7 separate regions of the Mus musculus genome follow, and all the other regions are linked to region 7. The links are chromatin contacts, called in public HiChIP or PLAC-seq maps. All regions are on one chromosome and are shown on one strand. The core of a region is the stretch at or near the end of the contact, and the rest is flanking DNA. Distances in the headings are between cores, read along the strand shown. Region 1 holds the start of 2310043O21Rik (RIKEN cDNA 2310043O21 gene). Region 2 overlaps Dpys (dihydropyrimidinase). Region 3 has its middle 16 kb from the start of Gm16291. Region 4 holds the start of Atp6v1c1 (ATPase, H+ transporting, lysosomal V1 subunit C1). Region 5 overlaps Dpys (dihydropyrimidinase). Region 6 holds the start of Dpys (dihydropyrimidinase). Region 7 holds the start of Rims2 (regulating synaptic membrane exocytosis 2).

Evidence for each region. HiChIP or PLAC-seq counts read pairs in DNA pulled down with a chosen protein or histone mark.
Region 1: an H3K4me3 HiChIP or PLAC-seq map of stem cell-derived neural progenitor cells shows a contact between it and region 7, with 20 read pairs. The contact joins the promoter of 2310043O21Rik here to the promoter of Rims2 in region 7. A contact is called at or near these places in 1 of 39 promoter capture datasets (pre-B cells) and 3 of 115 datasets of contacts at active chromatin or transcription factors (embryonic stem cells and stem cell-derived neural progenitor cells).
Region 2: an HNF4G HiChIP or PLAC-seq map of pancreatic cancer cells shows a contact between it and region 7, with 4 times the contacts expected there. The contact joins the enhancer-like site here to the promoter of Rims2 in region 7. A contact is called at or near these places in 9 of 39 promoter capture datasets (the 3T3-L1 cell line, 3T3-L1-derived adipocytes, cranial neural crest and 4 more), 1 of 484 Hi-C or Micro-C datasets (cerebral cortex) and 16 of 115 datasets of contacts at active chromatin or transcription factors (astrocytes, differentiating embryonic stem cells, embryonic basal ganglia and 8 more).
Region 3: an H3K27ac HiChIP or PLAC-seq map of embryonic stem cells shows a contact between it and region 7, with 2.6 times the contacts expected there. The contact joins the enhancer-like site here to the promoter of Rims2 in region 7. A contact is called at or near these places in 1 of 39 promoter capture datasets (liver), 1 of 484 Hi-C or Micro-C datasets (LSK cells) and 3 of 115 datasets of contacts at active chromatin or transcription factors (embryonic stem cells, forebrain and stem cell-derived neural progenitor cells).
Region 4: a contact with region 7 is called in an H3K4me3 HiChIP or PLAC-seq map of stem cell-derived neural progenitor cells, with 6 times the contacts expected there. The contact joins the promoter of Atp6v1c1 here to the promoter of Rims2 in region 7. A contact is called at or near these places in 5 of 39 promoter capture datasets (3T3-L1-derived adipocytes, the HPC-7 cell line, cranial neural crest and 2 more), 2 of 484 Hi-C or Micro-C datasets (embryonic stem cells and nephron progenitors), 15 of 115 datasets of contacts at active chromatin or transcription factors (SST interneurons, craniofacial prominence, embryonic basal ganglia and 9 more) and 3 of 9 other capture datasets (adipose tissue, embryonic stem cells and pancreatic islet).
Region 5: a contact with region 7 is called in an H3K4me3 HiChIP or PLAC-seq map of forebrain, with 5 times the contacts expected there. The contact joins the enhancer-like site here to the promoter of Rims2 in region 7. A contact is called at or near these places in 6 of 39 promoter capture datasets (3T3-L1-derived adipocytes, cranial neural crest, hippocampal neurons and 2 more) and 11 of 115 datasets of contacts at active chromatin or transcription factors (differentiating embryonic stem cells, embryonic forebrain, embryonic hindbrain and 5 more).
Region 6: a contact with region 7 is called in an H3K4me3 HiChIP or PLAC-seq map of embryonic forebrain, with 5 times the contacts expected there. The contact joins the promoter of Dpys here to the promoter of Rims2 in region 7. A contact is called at or near these places in 7 of 39 promoter capture datasets (the 3T3-L1 cell line, 3T3-L1-derived adipocytes, cranial neural crest and 4 more), 1 of 484 Hi-C or Micro-C datasets (cerebral cortex) and 10 of 115 datasets of contacts at active chromatin or transcription factors (differentiating embryonic stem cells, embryonic forebrain, embryonic hindbrain and 4 more).

The regions. Positions count from the first base shown.
Region 1 is chr15:38,593,329-38,596,549 of GRCm38.p6, forward strand. 2310043O21Rik (RIKEN cDNA 2310043O21 gene) reads right to left here and starts at 1,606. Exons shown (of 3, transcript NR_045757.1): 1 at 1,480-1,606. The region is part of intron 2 of Gm41309 (a long non-coding RNA gene); the gene reads right to left.
Region 2 is chr15:39,832,408-39,835,456 of GRCm38.p6, forward strand. The region is part of intron 4 of Dpys (dihydropyrimidinase); the gene reads right to left. Among named protein-coding and RNA genes, the nearest start is that of Dpys, 24 kb to the right of the region's middle. Within about 2 kb of position 1,469, at least 11 of the 459 cell types and tissues checked have an H3K27ac peak or open chromatin away from gene starts, as enhancers often do. A contact at or near this core is called in pancreatic cancer cells, where this site is marked.
Region 3 is chr15:39,779,256-39,782,179 of GRCm38.p6, forward strand. It overlaps a transcript of Dpys not described here. Among named protein-coding and RNA genes, the nearest start is that of Gm16291, 16 kb to the right of the region's middle. Within about 2 kb of position 1,511, at least 19 of the 459 cell types and tissues checked have an H3K27ac peak or open chromatin away from gene starts, as enhancers often do. A contact at or near this core is called in embryonic stem cells, where this site is marked.
Region 4 is chr15:38,660,213-38,663,153 of GRCm38.p6, forward strand. Atp6v1c1 (ATPase, H+ transporting, lysosomal V1 subunit C1) reads left to right here and starts at 1,692. Exons shown (of 13, transcript NM_025494.3): 1 at 1,692-1,871.
Region 5 is chr15:39,815,383-39,818,427 of GRCm38.p6, forward strand. The region is part of intron 7 of Dpys (dihydropyrimidinase); the gene reads right to left. Among named protein-coding and RNA genes, the nearest start is that of Gm16291, 20 kb to the left of the region's middle. Within about 2 kb of position 1,264, at least 69 of the 459 cell types and tissues checked have an H3K27ac peak or open chromatin away from gene starts, as enhancers often do. A contact at or near this core is called in forebrain, hippocampal neurons, liver and 1 more, where this site is marked.
Region 6 is chr15:39,855,618-39,858,920 of GRCm38.p6, forward strand. Dpys (dihydropyrimidinase) reads right to left here and starts at 1,853. Exons shown (of 10, transcript NM_001164466.1): 1 at 1,482-1,853. The coding sequence starts at 1,745.
Region 7 is chr15:39,196,649-39,199,677 of GRCm38.p6, forward strand. Rims2 (regulating synaptic membrane exocytosis 2) reads left to right here and starts at 1,638. Exons shown (of 27, transcript NM_053271.2): 1 at 1,638-1,890. The coding sequence starts at 1,715.

The DNA of each region.
Region 1 (3,221 bases), core at 356-2,855, 600 kb before region 7:
AAAAATAAAAAGAAGTGCTCTTGAGATTGCCGCAATTAAAGATGAGAAAAGTAAGCTAGGCTTGGTGGTGCCCACCTTCCCTCCCACACTCGAGGGCAGAGTTCTACCTGTTGGAGGATATCCTCATCTACACACGGAGTTTCAGTCCAGACAGAGGGACATAGTGAGACTTTATCTCAAAAGAAGAATGGGGAAGAGGACAACAGGAAGAAAAAGAAATTGATTGGGGTGGTGCACGCCAATCATCCCAAGGACCAGATGCTCTGAGGGAAAAAAGGCACAGGCTTAACACCGGCCTGGACTACACAGTGGGTTCCAGTCCTGCCTTGGCTACATAATGAGAGTTCATCTCAAAACCCAAACCAAACAAAGAAACAGAGAAAGAGAGAGGGATGAAGAGGGGAGAGAGGAGAGGTGGAGTGGGCGTTACAGGGGAGGAGCTACCATGTGATGGACGTCCTGGCATGAGTCTCAGCTGAACCGTGGAAGGCTCTTGGGCTGGCAGTAACCGAGTTGCCTTGAGTTTGGTGTTCCCAGACTTAGCAAATAAAAGCAGTCAGACCTGAACTTTTTTTTGTTTGTTTGTTTTGTTTTTGGAGACAAGGTTTCTCTGTGTAGCCCTGGCTGTCCTGGAACTCACTCTGTAGACCAGGCTGGCCTCAAACTCAGAAATCTGCCTGCCTCTGCCTCCCAAGTGATAGGATTAAAGGCGTGCACCACCATACCCGACAGACTTGAACTTTATATATAAACAGTGATGTATATATTTTTTAGCAAGTGCCCCTTGCTTTACAGCAACTTATATATTAACGTTTATCTGAAACGCAAATGAACTAAGCACCACGGGAGAAGTCTTGCAACAGCATGTGGGGGCCATGTTGGCCAGTGTCCGAATTCAGACTTCTGCAGTAGCTGGGCTTGACCTTGGAGGAACACATTCCTTTCCACAGAGGTAATTCTCATGCGGTCTGACAGCCTGCCAGCAGCCCACTCAGCCACTGAAGAAACAACTCCCTTGGGTCTTGATGGGGAACAAGGAGCATCTGTCGGGGTATCTGCTATAGAAGCTGACTCCTGATAACGTGCTTGCTGCTGTGTGCTTGAAGACTGGTTGCACAGCGCAGAATCGATGAGTGGGTCATAGCATCGGCGCCAAACCCACCATGAGAGCCGAGAAGCACGGGAAACATGCCATGATTACTGTGCAGTGGCAATCTGGTTGAGCTGCTGCTGTGGATACCGAGACCAGTTCACTGGCCAGTACACTCTCAACATACAATCACCATATTGAGTTACCTTGATTTGTTTGTTTGTTTGTTTGTTTGTTTTTCAGAGCTGAGGCCCAATCCCAGGGCCTCGCGATTGCTAAGCAAGCACTCTGAGCTAAATCCCCAACCCCAAGCACCCCCATATAGAGTACCGTACCTCCACTGTTACCAAGTCCTGGCATGGTCACTGTTTGGGTCACTGTGCACCTACCTTCTAGCTCTGCGGTGGCAAGAGATGTCTTGCTTCTTGCCTAGTTTCTCACACATTATTTTCCCCTGAAAGAATTAAAAGTCTACCTCAGGGCCTGGCCCTGACATCAGGAGCTGGTGATGCCTCTGAGAATATGTCTGAGTCATATTCCAGAATATGACCAACTCCAAGAATATGTCTGAGTCATATTCCATCTTTGACCAACTCCAAGATATGTAATGAAGAAGCTGAGCTGATGCTGTGGCTCAGTTGGTAGACTGATTGCCAAGCCTGAGTAAAACCCTGGGTTTGATTCTCCAGCACCACATTTAAAAAGCAGCCATGATGGCACATGTCTAAAATTCTAACAGGAGACAGGAGGGGATTCAAGGTCTTCCTCTGCATAAAACCATGAAAAGGTCTAGGCTATCCTGGGCTACATAAGATTTGTGTCAAAAAAGAAAAGAGAGAGAGAGAGAGAGAGAGAGAGAGAGAGAGAGAGAGAGAGGAAAGGAAAGAAAAGGAAAGGAAAGGAAAGGAAAGAAAGAGGAAAGGGAAGGGAAGGGAAGGGAAGGGAAGGGAAGGGAAGGGAAGGGAAGGGAAGGGAAGGGAAGGGGAAGGGAAGGGAAGGGAGAAGGAAACGTGCACAGAAGTCCCTAGTGAGGTCCGTGCAGCTATAACCCAGCACTTGGAAGGTGGAGGCCAGAAGAAGATCAAGGTCTTTATAGCTGACTTTGAAGCCAGCTTGGGCCACATAAGATCCTGTCTTGGAAAAGCAAAATGTTACTGTATCCTTTTAATGATTGATACTATTGCTTCTTTGGGTTTTGATTTTGTTTTGAAATAAAATCTCCTATGGTGCCCAGGCTGGATGTAGTTAGTTTTTCTGCCTCAGCTTCCCTAAGGACTGGGATTACAGCTCCACATCTGTAGCCAGAGATTTTCCTAGTCTGGGATCATAAATATCTGTTACATTTGTCTCCTAAAGGCATTTTGATTTTTAATCTTAGATTTACGATTTCTCCTCACTTCTGGGGGTCAAACTCAGGACCTGCACATGCTAGACAAACAACCCCCTTAGAGCAGGACTAGATTATTTCCACTTGCTGGGTTTTGAGACACAGCCTTTCTATGAGTCCAGGCTGCCCTTGAACTTGCCACCCCCCACCCCTGTGTCAGACACTTTAGAGCTAGGATTACAGGTCTGAGTCATGACACCCAGCGTGGATTAGAGTCTCCTGATGAGGCCGTCTCCTCCCTGAATTAATAAACAGAGATGCTTGGTCGACTGCCTTAAAATAGACTATATCTCAGGCATTACTAAAGAACAGTTCTTTAATTGGATCCCAGTCGGCCTGTGGGTTGTAAAACTAATCTCAACATGTTATTTATTAATTCTTTAGCAGTGAGACCTGGCATTGAAGCCTGCATGCTGCTGTTTTGCGAAGCTTTTCTTGTTCCCTTTATCTGAGAGCATATACTGGGCTGAAATACAAAGCCATATTTTTTTATTTTTTTTTTTTTACTGTAGAAGATCCATCCTCAGGGCTGGTGAGATGATTCAGCGGTTCAGAGCGCTGTCTGCTCTTCCAAAGGTCCTGAGTTCAAATCCCAGCAACCACATGGTGGCTCACAACCATCCATAATGAAATCTGAAGACAGCTACAGTGTACTTTCAAATAATAAATAAATAAATAAATAAATATTTTTTAAAAAATAAGATCCATCCTCTAGAACTGTAAAATTTTCCAAAGAAAGAATGA
Region 2 (3,049 bases), core at 219-2,718, 640 kb after region 7:
TCTTCAAAGATATTGAATAAGGTCTTTATAGAGATAGTGAAATTAAAGTGAGGCCTTTGGGGTGGAACCTAATCTAGTAAGACTGGCATTGAAAAGAAGAGGGAGTTGGAATATAGACACCAAAAAACAGGGACACATTGAAAGCCAAGGAGAAAAGCCTCCCAATGAACCAAGAAGAGAGTCTTGGGACATGGCTTGGGACATCACCCTGGGATACCTGGGACATGGCCTGGGACATCACCTTGGGACATTCTCTGGGATATGGCCTGGAACATCACCCTGAGACATTCCCTGGGACATGGCCTGGAATGTGACCTGGGATTTAGCTTCATCCACAGCTCAGAAAACACTGGTGCTATTGACACTGCCCTCTCAGGTTTCTCATCTTCAGTACTCTGGAAAAACAGGACCTTATTGCTTGCACTATGGCTGTGGTACTTTGTGTATCAGGAACCTTAAGAAATCTACACCTTCTATCAATGCTGTTTCCCTCAGAGCCACACAATTCCAGATTTTGAAATGTTCTTAAATGGCCAGTTTTCAACTGCTTTGAAGTATATCTTTTTCTAAATTTAAAAGGCAATGAGGTAATCAGATGCATAAGACCAAGAAAGAAGAGACAAGGTGACATTCAAATTCTCCTGAACTCAACCACACATCAGCCTCCCCTACCCTGGCCACTGAGAGTCAGTGCACTGAAGTATAGAAGAAACAAGACTTGGCTTGCTGCTGTTCATCAATAAAGAGCATGAGAGGATGTGGCCTTTTATGAATCTCTCTTTGGTCTTCTAAAAACAAGAATATGTGGAGGACGGAGTTGAAAAGTGGGAACTACCCCAACCTCTGTGTGAGAACTTTATGTCCTGCAACAGAAAGCTTGGGTAGATATGGATCTTTGTGCTATAGGAAAACCAAGACCAGTTCAAACAACTACAAACAAACAAATAAACAGCAAACCAACCCCAAGGCCCAGCTCCCAATGTGTGTCTGAGGAACTATTGGGGCCTCACTCTAATTTACAAATCCAACCCAGAGTTGGGACAGCACATTTGCATCCTTTAACTTGGTTTTTGTGAAAAGCAAAAATAAAATGTTTAATCAATATGTTCAAACAAGACGTGTACTTGCCCCGTAAAGACGGGAGCTTGGGTATAAAATTAGGTTGAATTTTAATAAGATACGTTAAAACAGGTTAAGGATAGACTTCTATCTCAGTTAGGGTTCTATGGTTGTGAAGAGACACCATGATCAAGGCAGCTTTTATAAAGGAAAAGATTTAATTGGGGCTGGCTTACAGTTCACAGATTTAGTCCATTATTGTCATGACAGAAAACAGAGAGGCACATAGGCAGCCATGGTGCTAGAGAAGGAGCTGAGTGCTCAACAAATGGACCAACAGGAAGCAGGAAGAGAACTAACTTGAGCTTCTGAGACCTCAAATCCTGCCCCCACAGGGACATACTTCCTCCAGCAAGGTCACGCCTACTCTAGGGAGGCCACTTCTCCTAGCTGTGCCATTCCCTATGACAAAGCATTTAGTCATGGGAGTCTGTGGGGACATTCCTAATCAAACCACCACAAGTGGGCTATAGTTGATGTTTCAATCACAGAGGAGAAACAATAACAGGCAGATTAAGCTACTGAGAGACTACACCTCCACTCTAAACAAAACAGCAGAATCCATGGCATCCAAGCTCTGGTGGTAGACTGGGGAGATGAGCACAGTGTGCTTTCTAAAGGGTCATTGAGAACCCCTTGTGCAGCAAAGTGGCTAGAAAGGTATGTGCATGGTGAAAGCTAGTGAGACGAGAATAATCAGGGATGTCAACGGCTCATATCAGCACATGCACTGTTTGGCTAAAGACTAGACCATCACTTGTACCTGTAATCCAAGAATTCTAGAGGCTGAAGCAGGAGGATCTTGAAATCAAGGCGAGCCAACCAGAAAGCGTATACTAGCTAGTATGAGGCCCCTGACACATATACAGCAGAGGACTGCCTGGTCTGGCCTCAGTGAGAGAAGATGCACCTGACCCTTGAGAGACTTGAGGCCCCAGGGAGTGGAGAGGACTGAGGGGTTGGGGGTAAACATCCTCTTGGAGACAGGGGGAAGAGGAATGGGGTGAGGAACTGTCAGAGGGGCGAGCTGGATGGAGGATAACGACTAGACTGTAAAATAATGATGATGATGATGATGATGATGATGACAATAATAATAATAATAATAATAATAATAATAATAATAATAGAAATCAAGGCTAGAAATAGAAACCCCATCTCAAACTGGAGTATAGGGAGTAGGTCAGATCTGGGCTGAGCTGAGCAGAACTTCCTTGTGAGTGAGTCACACCACCAGGGGGTATGTCTAATTTTTAGCCTGGGTTCTCTGAGATAACTCTTGGGACAGATTTATGGTGCTTCCTTTTTGCACAAGTGGCTTAACACAAGAAGTGTGGGTGGGAAATCACCTGATTTAATTACCTCAGGCCAAGCAAGACTTAAGAATGAAATGGACATCCCCTCTTTGCCAAGGTCAAAGGTAACTCAGCTATGAACAGTCTGAAGAGCCCTTTGACATCAGACATGGTCATGCAGACCAAGCCATGCAGACTTTGGAGTTTGCCCAGTTGTTTTTTGGTCTTGTTTTGGTCCAGTAAGCTCCCCTTTAGAATCATAATGTATGTCCTGTGCCATTATATGTTGGAAACATGTGATCTGCTTTTCATTTTGATTTTACAGGGGATTACAGTCAAGAGATTGCCTGAGTCTCAGAGTAGACTTTGAGATAGACTATGGAGACTTTTTCATAATGATCTACTATGGAGAGCAGGGAGTCAGATGTGGTAGTTTGAATGGCCATGGCCCTAAAGGCTCACGGGGATGGGCAATATTGGGAGGTGTGCCTTGTTGGAGGAAGTATGTCACTAGGGAATGGACTTTTAGGTCTCAGAAGCTGAAGCCTGGTCAGGGTCACTCTCTTCCTTCTGATGTGGAACTCTCAGGTCCCCCTCCAGCACCATGTCTACCTATGTGTCACCAGGCTTCCTGC
Region 3 (2,924 bases), core at 261-2,760, 580 kb after region 7:
CGCATGCACTTTGTAGGTTTACAGGCCCCACTGATTCACCACAGATGACTCTTACAACAGACGCAGCCCCGACCATGAACACAGTGGTTGCGTTTACTTTCATTACGCAGCACAGCCCTCTTCTCCTTGTTCACTAAATTGTTTGCCCAAGACATCCAATGCAGAGTTCCCAAGCTGCTTCCTGAACTGCTCTGTGCAGCTGTTCAGGGCCAAAGGGTCTGGTTCCATGCCCTGCAAACAGCAGGTGCTCAATAAATGATGGCAGGGTCTCTCTGTTTATAAGACTTGTCCACAGAAAGAAGTAAAAGGAGAGAATTGGTTTGACAAAAAGAAATCTAATTATTATATTGTGTGGCTTCTGGTTCCAACCCAGCGTGAGGAAGTTGGAAAGGAAGAGGGAGAAAGCCCGGTGAGGAAGAACAGGAGGGGATGCCTCTGGACTAACACAGAGAGCCAGGGCATTATACATAGTGCCTGAGTTGTATCAACTTGACAGATGGGCATTAGAGTCATCAGAGAGGAAGGAGCCTCAGGTGAGAAAATGCCTCCATGAGATCCAGCTGTAAGGCATTTTCTGAATTAGAGACCAAGGTGGGGAGGGCCCTCCATTGTGGGTAGTGCCATCCCTGGGCTGGTGGGCCTGGATTCTATAAGAGAGCAGTCTGAGCAGGCCACGTGAAGCAAGTCAGTAAGCAGCACCCTTCCATGGCCTCTGCACCAACTGCAAGTAGGAAGCCTAACAAAGACATTAGTTTTTAACTCTTCTTGCATAGAAAATAATCTTAGCTACTGCATTTTATCAGTAGAAGAACTGAAACTGAGAACGTTTCTATGTCTTGCTCAGCTGGTTCAAATGCAGCTTTTGTAGCCTCCCAGCTTTTGACAAAGCCCCCAGTTCTCCCTCTTCCTACAGAGGGAGAAGAGTTCCTGCTGAGATGTAGCTGTCACTCTGCTTCCATCTCCCATGCTCCAAATGTATCCCTGCTCATTTCACTCGTGGTGCCCACATCCTGGCCTTCATCCACTGACGTCTCCAAGATGGCTGAATGCTCTCATCTGTGCCTGGGTTTGAACCACCTCCCTTTTCATAGCTTCCATTCTGCCACCACTAAGGGCTTGGTTCTCTCAGATGTCGTGAACTTCAAGGAAAGAACAAAACGGCCTAGGCTTTCTGGGCAGCCATTTTTATTGACTCATCACCTTGCCAGCAATGGGCACTGGCATTTGCAGACTGTGTAGGGCTTGGGTAATGTAAGACCCAAAGAGCCTTACATCCAGGATGTCCAACTCACAGAAACTAGGAGACTGAGATTGCTGCAACAAGCAAGAGGCTTATTGATCCAGAACACTGGGGCTGTCCTGCAATCAGGGCAGAGGCAAGTCCAAGTCTCCTAAGCACACACTTTTTATACAGTTTAAGGGTAGGCCTTGATTACAACAAGAGTGTTTAAGCCCACTGTTTGCTGGATCTGACCTTTTCATTCCCCCTTTAGAAATGGTAATTAGCCTCTCCCTTCCAGGGAGGCAAGTGTTTCTGAGACCTTCCCTAAGCAGCATTGATGGCCTTGGGGGAGGTGAGGTCTTAGTCACCAGAAGAGGGGACTGAAACTTTCTTGGTCATTATTTGCACCTGCCTTACCTTCAGAGCTTCCATGTAAAGCTTGTTTTGCTGGGTCATTCCGGGAAGGGAGCTTTCTATCGGAAGATCACCAGGAAGGTCTTTCAGCAGACATCTTATTAAGGTCACACATTCCCACAGTATCATGGGCCTCAGGGTACTCCCAGGGAGACTCTTGGTTTTTGTTTGTTTGTTTGTTTGTTTGTTTTTGTCACGTGAATGAAGAAACTGAGGTTTAGGAAGATCAATCAAACTTCATAAGGAAAAAGAGCTTGGTCTCCCAGGCCATCTGGAATATACAAAGGGAGTCTCATGTGCATTTCCAAGGACTTAGCTGGAGCCCACGTGACTTTCCTCTCTCTTAGAGAGCTGTGTAGCTCCAGGATTGGTGTCTGCTTCACAGAAGACTCTCTCACTTCATTTGTATCCACTGAAGAACTGGGCAGGAATTCCTTTATTTCCTCTCTTATTTAAAAACTGTGAAGTATCCACGGAGTGCCCATAACTGACCACACACTGTGCTGGGTGTGAGGGAGAGCCAGTGAGCTAGACAAGCCCCTCCTGAATGACCTTTCAGCTTCTGGAGGGAGGAGGGAGGAGGGATGAGGGAGGAGACAGAGAAGTGAAGCTATCATCTATCTCAGTCCCTCAGTGAGTGTGCTTGGGGGAATTGGCTTCAGCAGTGTGATTCTGAAGTCTGGGGATGTTGACCCCACTGACCTAGGATGACATCATGTTAACTACCCATGCTCACCCTCCCTTACACTATTACACTTGAACCCAACTCCTGATCACTTTTATCTCCTAATGAGAAGTAAATGCTGTGTAGCATCCACAGATACGAAGGATAACGGTACGCTGCAGGAGTTAAGGCATCCTGTGGACTGGATGCTGGGCCCTTCCATGGAGCTGCATAAAAGAAGGACCATCCTACCTAGGAAAGCATCCAGGAGACAGTGACATTTCCAGTGAACAGTAAATGCTGTGTGAGGATTGACTTCTGGGTAAGAAAGCAGCTTACTTACTCACTGGTAAAGGAGTCTGTGTTCTAATGTAGAGCTGCCTTTGTCAAACAAAGTGTATGGATAAGGGGCTGGAGAGATGGCTCAGCAGTTAAGAGCACTGACTGCTCTTCCAGAGGACCTGAGTTCAATTCCCAGCAACCATGTGGTGGCTCACAACCATCGGTAAATGGGACCTGATGCCCTCTTCTGGTGTGTCTGAAGAGAGTGATGGTGTACTCATATACATAAAATAAATAAATAGATAAATAAGTCTTTTTAAAAAGTGTAGGGATAAAAAAATA
Region 4 (2,941 bases), core at 442-2,941, 540 kb before region 7:
CCCTGTTTGGTGGGACTGTTTGAGGAAATTTAGGGGCTGTGGCCTTGCTGGAGGAAGTATGTCACTGTAAGGGGCAAAGACTCATACCGTTTTTTTCCTTTGCTTTCTGCTTCCTGCTTGTTATTTGATTTGTGAGCTCTCAGCTATTATGATTGCTATGTCTGTCTACTGCCACACTTCCCTGCTGTGATGGTAATGGACTGGAATGTGTTTTATCACAGCAATAGGAAAGCAATGAATACAGAAGGGTTTCTTTTGGCTCACAGTTCAGCAAGGTGGTGAGAGTAATTGTAGCTCTGAAGGCAGGAGTCTGAGAGCCCTGGTTACATTGTATTGGTAGTCAGGAAGCAGAGAGCAATGAATGTTGATGCTTAGCTTTCTCCTTTAAAAAAAGATTATTTATTTGACAATTTTATTACATTTATTTATTTGTGGGTACTACAGCTTGCATGTGGAGATGGGAGGCTATCTTGCAGAATACACTTTGTGGTTCTGGGGATACAATTCAGGCCATCAGTCTTGGTGGTTAGTGCCCCATTACCTGTTGAACCTTCTCTCTCTAATCCTATTTATCATTTTTAAAAGATTAATTTTATTTGTATTTATGTGTATGAGTGTTTTGTCTTCCTGGGAGTGCATATGATTACAGGTTCTGCAGGAGGCCAGATGAAGCCAATCGGATCTCCTGGAGGTAGCTGGAGTCACAAGGCACTCCAGGTGGGTGCCAGTAAGGAATTCAGATCCTCTGTGAGAGCAGTATGTGTTCTTAACCTCAGAGCCATCTCTCTAAGCCTCGAAAAAAAAAAAAAAAACATTCTGTGTTGGTTCCTATCATTCAAGATGCTGCTGCCCATATTCGAGGTGAATGTCCTACATTAAACCTGGCTGGAAACTCCCTCCAAGAGGTTTGTCTCCTAGCAATTCTAAAGCCAGTCAGGTTGACAATGGAAATCTATTATTCCGCTTGCTAGTAAGAACAGCCAGGAGTGCCCACACATTGTGCAAACAGAACCATAACCTCTGGAGCTTCACTTTGCTAAGCTGTAAATCTAAAAACGATTAAAATAGACAAGTCCCCAATCCTCTATGCAACCTAAAATGCTGAGATATGCACCACCTAACTTCTCAACCAATGAGATGTGCACGGTTTGTGAGAGTAGGTTGATATCTATTTTTCTGGAACCCAAGGCTGATGGTTTTTCCCTGTCCATAAACCTTTCTTGACTTCCTGTATCCATTTTGGTACCCCTAAACCAGACAGTTTGGAGTTCCTGGCAAGGGGGTCACTCCACTAGCTAATTCTAAAAAACTAATTAACAATGTTTGGTGCTGAGTAACTAAACCTGAACACTTTATCACTTTATGGAACGAAGTGATACCAGATTGGATGAAAAATATGAAACTACTGAAGTGGATTATTAGAAAAAATTTCCCCGAAACCTGGACTGTCAAAACTTGCAGTGCAGAAGTCAGTGCAGGAGCTTGGGGGAGTCTGAATGGCTGAAACCTGTGGGTAATTTTAGGGTGGGCGGGAATTTTCTGGTGGCTGGCCAACCACCGCAGGTGCATCTGGAGGAGCGGCAAGCTCCGCCCACCCGGAAGCCCGCTCTGCGCGCTCTCTCAGCCCCGCCTTCTCCGGAGGCCTGGCCGCATCGTGATTGCGCGCAGTGGTGCGCGCGCGTAGGCGGAGCGGCGTGCGCCGCGGTCAGCTGACTGCTCCGGCTGGCACGTGACTTGCTCTGGGCGCAGGGGTCGAGGAAGCCGAAAGGCCGGAGCTTAGGTCCGGGAGGGATGGAGCGCTGAGCGGTTAACGTCTACCAGGCTTCCTGCCTCCGCACCTGTCGCCGCCGCCGCCTCCTGAGACACCTCGGGTCAGTGAGCGATAGCCCTGCGGGGAGCTGACGCTGCAGTGGCCGCCGGGGAAGGATGGGGGCGGCGCGGGGGCCTAGACTGTGGCGTCGGACCTGCAACCGGCCTGGGTGCGGGCTCTCCGCATCTCAGGGCCTAGGGTTGGTGTCTTTGGAAGAAGAAGGAGGGGGAAGGGGCCCAGACGGGGAACTCAGTGGCAGAAGGGAGAAGTGTTGTACATTCGGGTCCTTCTTGGGTGGGAATCCCAGCGAGTCCTGGTCACTTGTGAGAAGGTGGACAGTGACAGAATGCCTCAGGTGAGGCTCAGGGTTCACCGGCGTGTGTGTGCAGTCTCCACTGGGTGTTTACGCCTGTATGTGAATAGAAGGGATTACAGTTTTCAGGGCGGAAGGGGTGCCCACTGCAGGCAGGGGGCGGTCACAGAGGACACGGGGGTCATTGTAGGCAGTGGATGAAACAGGAATACAGGCAGCTTAAAAACATTTCACTAGATTGGGGTTGGGGGAGGTTAAACAACATCCCCGAAAAGGAACTGGTGGACAGAGTCTCTTATAAGGCAGATTGAATCACCTATGAGGCATAAGAGGGAAGCTTGTGTTCTTTTCAGAGGAAAAATGTTATCAGGGGGAAAATTGTCTACTCTGTACTTAGTGGTGCCCCGGGAATGAAATGGTCGGGTGTGAATAGCCCAGCCCTAAAAGTTCACATTGATGGTGGGAAGATAAGTCACAGGGGAAAGATGAGGTTGTATAGAACTGGTAAAAACAGAAGGAGGAGAAAAGTATCCTGGAGGAAAGAAAACTTGAGTTTGGGTCTTGGCAAGTCGGTGGGATTGGAGGCAACAGAGGAGAACTTTTTACTCAGTGAAAGCCTCGTTATTTGAGGGCCTGATGAGAGAAGAAGACATGATTTAGGGGTGCCAAAGGCCAGGCTTTTGTAGTAGGCTGCATTGTGGAAAAGTGGGAAATAGTTTTGAAGTCTGGTGATACTTGTTCATATACTGCATGCTCTATGGCTGATACTATGGGAGTGCTAAGGTTTAGGAAGCAGACAGGGACTCTGCTGTCAGAGC
Region 5 (3,045 bases), core at 14-2,513, 620 kb after region 7:
GGTATGTGTGCTTGTGTGTGTGGTGTGTTGTGGTGTGTGTATGCTTATGTGTGTGCTTGTGTGTGGTGTGTGTGTGTGCTTCTCTCTGTGTGTGTACGCTTATGTGTGTGGTATATGTGTGGTGTGTGTGTGTGTGTGTGGTGTGTGTATGCTTGTGTGTGTGCTTGTGTGTGTGCTTGTCTGTGTTTGGTGTGTGTGTGCTTGTGTGTGTGGTGTGTGTATGCTTGTGTGTGTGGTGTGTGTATGCTTGTGTGTGTGCTTGTGTGTGTACTTAGGTGTGCTTATGTATGTGCTTGTGCATGTGTGTGTGGTGTGTGTGCACTCTCATGTGTATGCATATACTTCTTTGGAGGAAGAAGACAAGAATTACAGTTCAGAAATTAGATAGCACACAATGAGTTATCTAGTTTTCTCCAAGGAAAATGCCAAGCGGTCTCTTTGAAGCTCTCCCTGATGATATGACCCTATGTACACACCCTAAGCTTCACTGTTTGGTTCATGATGCTTTTTACTCCCTATTGCTCCATGTCCCTTAGAGAACCATCCCTCTCCTGCTCAATTTCATACAAAGGTTCCTAGGCAGAACCCAGGGGCACATTCATAATCTTCAAGTCATTACTCTTCACTGAATACAAAGTTAAATTCGTTTATCTCTATCTACACTGAGAAAAGGACGGAAATTAAGCAGGAGAGGCAGCACAATGCCTTCCAGAATGGTGAATGCAAGGTCAAAGCTTGCTGTAATTGAGTTTAAAAAAAATAATAAACCCCAAATAACTGGAAACAAAAATATGCCTCCTCTGCAGAATACAGAGCGGCTAGAAGTCTTCATCAAATGTTTCAATGCACACAGTAGTCAGCTGTGCTGGTATGCTTGAGATGCTGTGAGATGCCCTGTAGCTCATAAATACAGAAAAGGGACAGTTTCCATAGTAACTAAGTGCTCTTTAATGAATACCAAAGAACCAGAGCTCAAAGGAGAGCCTTAAATTGCCAGACCACGAGTTGCTGCTGCTCCTGCAGACCTGCAGGCAGCTCACATTCCCCTTTCTCTGATCAGAGTTTTAACAGGTTGGCCATTTTGACTGATCTCTGTTTCAACCATATGACACCTTAAAATTCTGTTTCAATATCACATGAAACCCACACTCTTGATTTCTTCTCTATAAGCTAAGTACCAGAATATTCTACCCCAAAAAAGGCCAAACAACTAGATAAAGGGCTATGTCCTTAACTCTAAAGCTTTGACCGGAGCAGTGAAGCACAGGGCACACACTTCTGTCACAAGAGATAGACACAGGCTCAATGAGCTGTCAAACTGAATACAGGGGACTCTTCATTTCCAAAGCAGAAAAAAAAAAGTTGATAATGTTCTCTTTGCACTAAATGCAGCCTTTTTTTTTTTTTAAATGTGCAATGACACAGAGGAGGTATTGCAGTTGGTTTTGCAGGGACTTTTTCTTTACAGGCTTGTTATGTCTAAGGTCATCTTTCATCAGGATTTCCTACCTTTCCCCTCATACGCCCACTCCCAGTCCTCTCTCGAGATCCATCAGCACACTGATGTCAGTGCCTCACTCTTGGAACCATGCAGCTTCTATAGATTTACAAAACAAGCAGCAGAAGGAGAAAAGTGTGGATGCCCGGCTTTTCTTTCTCCTGACCTCCTTTGGTGACATTAATGAAACCCGGTTTTAGGGCAGCAGGCTATGTGGCAAGCACACTGTTTTCTACGTGCCGTTAATAACCAACAGGAATAACAAACACACAGAAACATCTAGGTACCATGTAGCCCCCAGAGCGTTAGCAATCGCTTCCTCTCTCAGGAGGCTGCCTCCTTACATAACCAGCAGATCGGGCAGCCCAGTGCGGGTTGTGGGCGCCCCCTTCAGGATATGGGATTCAATGCACATTGCCGTCTTCTGTCATTTATGCTAAAAGCATTTGAGGAATTTTGCAGTAAAACATCTAGTGTCTAATTATATGTTAAAACAGAAATCATATATAACACTGGACTGTAACTAATGTTAAAATCACCATCGTAGGATAAATCCATTTCTTCCCTTGATTAAATAATTCTTTTCCACAAGGCTAACTTTGTGAACATTCAGCTCAGTCTATGACAGACACAATTCACATTGGAGGCCATCTGGCTGCCTTCTCTTCTTTCTTCAGGCAGCCTGGACGCCTGCTCCTCCCCCGTGCTTGAGTTTACTCTGCCTCAGCTTCAGTTCGACTCTCGGGTACGGATCCTCTGCCCACTCTCATCCCACGTGACGTGACAGTACACCTCCCTCTGGCCTCATGCAGGACCGCTCTGCTCTGAACCTCTCAAACAGTATTTTTGTTTGTTTGTTTTTTGTTTTTCGAGCCAGGGTTTCTCTGTATAGCCCTGGCTGTCCTGGAACTCACTTTGTAGACCAGGCTGTCCTCGAACTCAGAAATCCTCCTGCCTCTGTCTTCCGAGTGCTGGGATTAAAGTCGTGTGCCACCACGCCCGGCTTCATTTTTTTAAAATTTTTTATTAGGTATTTTCTTCATTTACATTTCAAATGCTATCCCAAAAGTCCCCTATACCCCTCCCCCCCCCACCCTGCTCCCCTACCCACTCACTTCCACTTCTTGGCCCTGGCGTTCCCCTGTGCTGGGGCATATAAAGTTTGCAAGACCAAGGGGCCTCTCCTCCCAATGATGGCCAACTAGGCCATCTTCTTCTACATATGCAACTAGAGACACAACAATGAGAGGTACTGGTTAGTTCACATTGTTGTTCCTCCTATAGGGTTGCAGACCCCTTCAGCTCCTTGGGTACTTTCTCTAGCTCCTCCATTGGGGGTCCTGTGTTCCATCCAATAGATGACTGTGAGCATCCACTTCTGTATTTGCCAGGCACTGGCATAGCCTCACAGGAGACAGCTATATCAGGGTCCTGTCAGCAAAATCTTGCTGGCATATGCAATAGTGTCTGGGTTTGGTGGCTGTCAAACGGTATTTTTAACACATCCCTTCTGAGAGTAAACTATCTCATCTTATATTCCCTCTCCT
Region 6 (3,303 bases), core at 603-3,102, 660 kb after region 7:
GGTCACACTGCTTCATATGCAAACTTACATTTACAGTCCTACACACGTATGCCCCAAATGATGTCAAGAATGTACAGTATTCAAAATTAAGAAGCGTGAGGGAACTGACCAAAAGACCGGGGCGTGTGGAGAAGGTGCTTGGCGAGACTTTTCTTCTTTCTACAATTGTGGATTGTTCCAATCACTGACAGATTCATCCCAAATACAAAAATGTGTTCCTAACATTTTGTAAAAAAGAGATAGATTCATAGCACAGTACTTTAGTTTTGAAAGGGACAATAGTTTGTCCTGCAGACGATGATGTTTATTAGCACAATGATAGACACTGGTAATGAGTAACTAGGAAGAAGCATTCCAAATGTTGCACTAGGCAGCGTGTCCTGGACCCTTCTCTCTGGGTCAAAACTGCCTGCCTTTCTCCTTTCTGTTAACTGTTCTGTGTGGTCGTGGAGGACGGGGGCAGTTGGCAGGGCGGGTGTGAGGAGGGTGGAGGGTTTGAAGCCAGGTAAGTACGTGAAATAAACAACGTGTGGACTGCTCTGAGAGCCCGTTGGTCTTTACCAGGCCTCTGCGGCTGGATGCGTTTAGACACAGTCCTGAGAGGAATCCCCTGAACAACCTTGGCCTTGAAATCAGTGTATCTCCTCCCCTTTGCAAGAAGCCTCTTCTCTCAAAGCGGCTTTGAGGCAAGACTTAAAAATGTTGTGGATTTGACATCTTCAGCCTAGGCTTGGGGGATACGTTTTCAGTTTCCTATAAAGCTGCCTTGACAATCCCATGGTGGGTTCAGACGCTCCAAGGAAACCTTGGCCAAAACTTTCATTGGTCTTCGCTTAGACAAAGACCAGGACATCGTCTTCTGCAGTCTAGATCTGGCTGCTTACATCACTAAAAGCGGGCAGGTACTGTTGCCTGGAGCAAGCAGGTAGCAAAAGGGCTTGGAGAGGTCACCTTGGTGTGAGTGAAGGCTGGAGGGAACTCCTGGACAGGCTATCTTACTTCTACAGGGCTGGGCTCCGTCCAGTGTGGACTATCTCTGTGTGGCTTCCACTCACCCAGGCCTCACTAGTCACAGCAGTATCCTCTAGGTAAATGGAGTTTTCGCTTGTTGGCTGGAGAACTGGGAGAAAAGGCCGCAAAGGTCAATTTTGAAAAACAAACAAGCCAATTGTATAGACAGTATAGCGGCTTTGCAACCCCCCACGGATTATCATGACAAAAGAGAATTACAGACACCAGGAGGTGGTGCCTAGAGAAAAGAAGGCAAAGGGAAGAGATGGCCTCCAGAGTGCCAAACAACCCAAAAGGAAGAGCAGAGGGGCCACAGAGCACGGCATACAGTATCTTCACCCGAGATGGGCGTCCTTTTGTGCCCACAGCTAGCTCAAGTGTCTCACTCCACCTCAGTCCCTACTACTGCGCAGGAGCGGACGAGGTGGAGCCGCTAGAGACCCCAGATTATAGGTCTGTGGTTTGGGTACCTTGGTGCCCTGGTAGAAGTCGTCCACTGACTGCGAGCCCATGAACGGGAATTGCATGTGCGTGTGCGTGTCGATGCCCCCGGGCAGGACGAGCTTGCCCGCTGCATCTAGGATTCGCAGCCCCCGAGATGCGTCCTCAGGAGGCAGCAGGTCCCGTCCCAGCGCCCGCACCACGCCGTCCTCCACTAGCACATCGGCCACCTGTGAGAAGTCGTCATTGACAATGCGACCCCCGCGGATGAGAAGTCGTCCCTGTGGTGCCATGGTCCAGGGCGCTGGGGACTGCGAACAAAGTTGGCTTTCCTTTAAGCTCTCCACGAACTGTGCCAGAACTCCCTCTCCCGCTGGGCTGAAGGCGGGCAGATCTCTGGTGGCAGGTGAGGTACAAGGGTTTATTTAAATGCAGGACAGAGATGTAGCTCCACCTCAGGGCAGGGCTGCCCTGCCGCAGACCTGGACAAACCCTTAAGCACAACCCCTAGCATCCAGTTACAATAAGTCGGGGTGTCCACTGAGTTTATGAGTCCACAGAGGGGAGGGGTCTTGGAATTTGAAAGCTGCAGTCAGGGGCTTGCCTCCCTAGAGGCAAAGATACTTTAGTGAAAGAAAGAAATTCACTTGGTTCCTTGGTGAACAATGTCTACACCAAAAGACAGAAGGAACCTGCACAGCACCAGCAACAATAACACCTCAAAACAAACACACTTGACTCAAAATCAAGAGCAAACCACTGCAGTCTCTGTGATTGGCAGGTTGTGCTGGCATGTGTGGGATTCTGGTCTCCAGATGGATAAGCAGAGAAGATGTGCTGAGCAGGGAGACAGGCTCTTACAAGGGAAGCTGGCAGACAAGGAGCTGCCTGAGAGAAGGCTTGAGGGGTAATCAAGGGCGGCATGATGGCTAATCTTCATTCTCAATTTGATGTGATCTAGCGTCACTTGAGAGATGCTTGTGTCGAATTTCCTGATGCATCAGACTATCCACACCTCAAAACGATTAAAAATTAGAACGCACCGATAATCTAAAGACCCATGGATTTGGCTGTCAGGCCAGGAAGAAAAACACCAAAACCTCAGGAAGGTTATATAATTATTGTCAAGGGACCTTTGTGCAACTGTGAAAGGGGTAATTATATACACAATGAAACTCCTACAGGCTTGCAAGTCAACACCACCAGGAGCATGAGATTGGATGTCCCTGCTGCCACTGGGGCTCTCTCTGAAACTGCCCGGATGAGCGACTGCAAAGGTTTCTTTATCTTGGACACTTTATATCATGACACAACACAGAACAAACTTCCCACATTTAATTAACTCAAAGTTCTAGCAGAAGAGGGGCTTGCCAGGTATCTGCGAAGGGGAAGGAAATGGCTCACTGAGATTCGCAGGCAGAAATAGAGCAGAAAAGAGAGTAAGCTTTAAGAAAAATGCAGGCTACCAGACTAGGAAGACTGTCCCCTGGTGGAGTCACTGTCCCTACTCAACACCTTCGGGTCAGAAGCCTGGACAAGCATGCTCACTGGGGAGCTTGGCCTCCAAACGCCATTGTTTCTGCAGACACTCTAGGTCCCCGGGGGACCCTGTGGTGGGAAAGAACACTCCAGCCTGCTAATGAGCTTCTGCCTGGATGGGTGATGGGTGTGGAGTTTGGGGGAACAGGCAGACTGAGGGGTGGAAGGAAAACAGATGCGGACTTGGGATTGGAAGTCAAACTCTGGCTTTGGCATGAACTCTATGAAGCTTGGGCAGGACACTTCAGGGCCCCGTCCTCCCCGTCCTCCCCGTCCTCCCTGTCCTCCTCGTCCTCCCCGTCCTCCCTGTCC
Region 7 (3,029 bases), core at 388-2,887:
ACCTGGGGAACAAAGGAGGGAGAGAGCTTACTACACGTAAATACAATACAAACCCCGAAGGTTTTACTCACCAGCCTATAACCTGGCCTAGTACTAAGCAGTGCGAGTGTGGAAGGCGTGGTAGGGGTGTGTACATACACACGCACGAACACTGTAACCTTGCTAACCAAGCACCTGTCTAGTGGCAGGAAGAGGAAGAGGGGGTGATCCAGATCACCTCAGCTGGCTCGCCCCGCCCCGAGGGAGAGCTGTCTGGGCTGCGCTGGGCTTCTCTGAGAGCCCGCGCCGGTGGTGGCCACCTCCCTCCTATTGGAGTCGGTTTTCTTCTGTTCTTTGACTGAGCCTGTCTCCAGGCTTTCTAAAATCAGGCTAACGCTCCAATAACGACTCTTCTCTAGATTAGAGTGACCGGCAGAAAGGGGCTGAACGGCCCGATTCCTCCGGGGACGTGATCTGACCCTTTCCCTCTTACACCTTCCAATCGCCTCGGGCAAACCGCCCCAGCATCCTGTCTTCTGTACCTCTCCGTGCAGCGGGTACCGACAACCCAGTTTTCCAGAACTTCCGCACTCCCGCCCAGGTCCTTTCCACTCCCTCAGGCTCTTCCCCGCTGCGAGTCCCGGGCCGCTGACACCGCAGGGACACCCACCTGCTCCGATCTTCCCTCGTCCAGGGTCCAGTACCCCGCCCGGGACAGCTCGGGGGGCGCCCGGTCCCTCAGGCTCGGCGCCAGCCACCTGAGATCCTCCCGCCCCCACCGCCCACAGCCCCGCACCCCGGGGCGCCCGCTCCCTCGCCGCCCTGCTCCTCACAGCTCCCCGCCCCGCCCCAGCCGTTAGCAGGGTCCGGGGCGAGCGTCGGCCGAGTCCGGGCCTGGGCGGTTCGCAGGGGACACGGGCCCGGCGGGAAGAGTCGGCGAGGCAGAGGCGGCGCGGGCGAGTGCACCTAGCGGGCCCGCCGCGCCGACTCCGCGGACACTGGGGGCGGCGGCGGCGGGACCCCGGGCGGGCGCGTGATGAGGCGCGGCGGGCGGCCGGCCCCGCGGCGCGCGCGAGCTCACTTGGGTCCGGGCGTTGGCAGCCGCGGGCCGCGGGCCGGAAGATCGGCCGTCTGGGGCCGGGGTGGGGGCTGGGGTCCCCTGCCGCAGCCCGCGCCTCGTGGTTCCCGGAGGGGTCCTCCCTCGCGGAGCCCCGGAGCCCGGTGACGCGCCAGCCGGCGGGACGGCCGCTCTCGCCGCCTCCGGGCGCTCGGGGCGAGTTCCCGGGACTCCCCAGGGGTCGGGCTCGCGGGCAGCGCTTCCCGCTCCGCTCCGCCGCCGCGCCGGACACTCGCGCCCCGGCCCGCGGCCGCCTCCCTCCAGTCACCCCACCCTCAGCCGTCCCCGCCACCTTACTCCACCGCCCTCCCCCGCCGCTCCGCGCACTCGGCGTCGGGGCCTCCAGCTCCTCGCTCCCGCGAACCGCTCACTTGGCAGCCCTTCGCCCCCGGGAAGAAGAAACATTTCCCCGAGCGCACTCCTCAGCCCTCCCCCCTCGGCCCTCCCCTCCCCCTGCCTTCTTTCCTGGGGGAGGGGGGCTGTCGCCTCGGATTGAAGGCCATTGATTTGTATGCATTTGTCCCAGCCCCGGAGGCTGCCCCAGCCGCCCGCGCCCGAGCCGCGGCTGCCAGCGGAGTTGCCTCCCTGCTTCCCTAGGGTGGTTCGGCTCCGCCAAACATGTCGGCTCCGCTCGGGCCCCGGGGCCGCCCGGCTCCCACCCCGGCGGCCTCTCAACCTCCTCCGCAGCCCGAGATGCCGGACCTCAGCCACCTCACGGAAGAGGAGAGGAAAATCATCCTGGCTGTCATGGATCGTCAGAAGAAAGAAGAGGAGAAGGAGCAGTCCGTGCTCAAGTAAGGACCCGGCTCCATCTTCCCGCCTCCCTCCCTGCCCTCCGCCCCCCTCGGCCGCTTCCCCGCGACCGCCCGCGCGCCGGGGATCGCCGCCTTTCCTCCCCGCCGGTGGCGCGGGGGCCACGAGGGCTGCGGCCCGCGGCCGCCAGGGTCGCTTTCTAGTTGTCAGCCGCGGGGGTGTGTGTCGCGGAGGGAGGGCGCCGAGGCCGGCTGAGGTGACGGTGGCGAGCTCGGGGAGGCGGCGGTTTCCCCGGCGCCCTCCGGCTTTCCCCGCGGGCCACTTCGGCTCCCGGGATGAGGCTGAACCCTGGCTCCTCGCGTCCCATTTCCTTTCCCGCCGCCCCCGCGCGGAGGCAGTGACTGGGGCAAGGAATCCAATATGGCCGTGCACAGGTGCTCCCGGGCCGGACCCGGGTGAAGCGCCCAGGCCCGGGGTGCCGGTGCCACCGGGGTCGCTCGTCCCGCGCCTGCGAGGGCCGGCTCCGTCCCCAGCCCCGGGAGGAGCTGCGCTGCCCACGGTCGCAGCGGACAGGAAGGCTGCGGGGCGGGCGAGGGGGCCTAAGCGCGGTCTCGTCTCGTCTCGGGTGGGTGTGCGGCCGCCGCCATCTTCCAGCCCCTCCCCCTCGGCGGGTGCTAACACCCTGCACTCTGCTGCTGTTCTTCCTGTTTGCAACTAGTAAATCTGTAGGATCCCGAGGAGACTCCACTTCCTACCATCGTGGCAGTTTGGGTTGCTCCCTGCTTGTGAAGTTCTACTATGTTTGCTCACAGTCCAGCCAGCGGGGTTTTGGCGAGGGTGGGAGGCGTGAAAGTAGCACCCAAGCATCGGTTTAGAGGCGGTGTAACTTCAGCACCAGGGAACTGTCCAGAATGAGTTTTCCTTTACTTTGGGATTCCTTGTCAGTGTAGCACTGTAGCTGAGATTGTTTCTACAGGTTTGCTTTTAAATGTTTTATGATTTTTTATATCTCGGTTGCTTCTGGAAAGTCATTGTCTGGATCTGTAAAGATCTGTAACCCTTTAATGTTTGTCCAAGTCGTTACTCACTATAAAAATTAACCTGTATATGCCTAAAGAGAGGGAGGGCAGTTCTCTTGCATGTCACCGAATACACTTTCCCATAATCGCTATAGAAACAC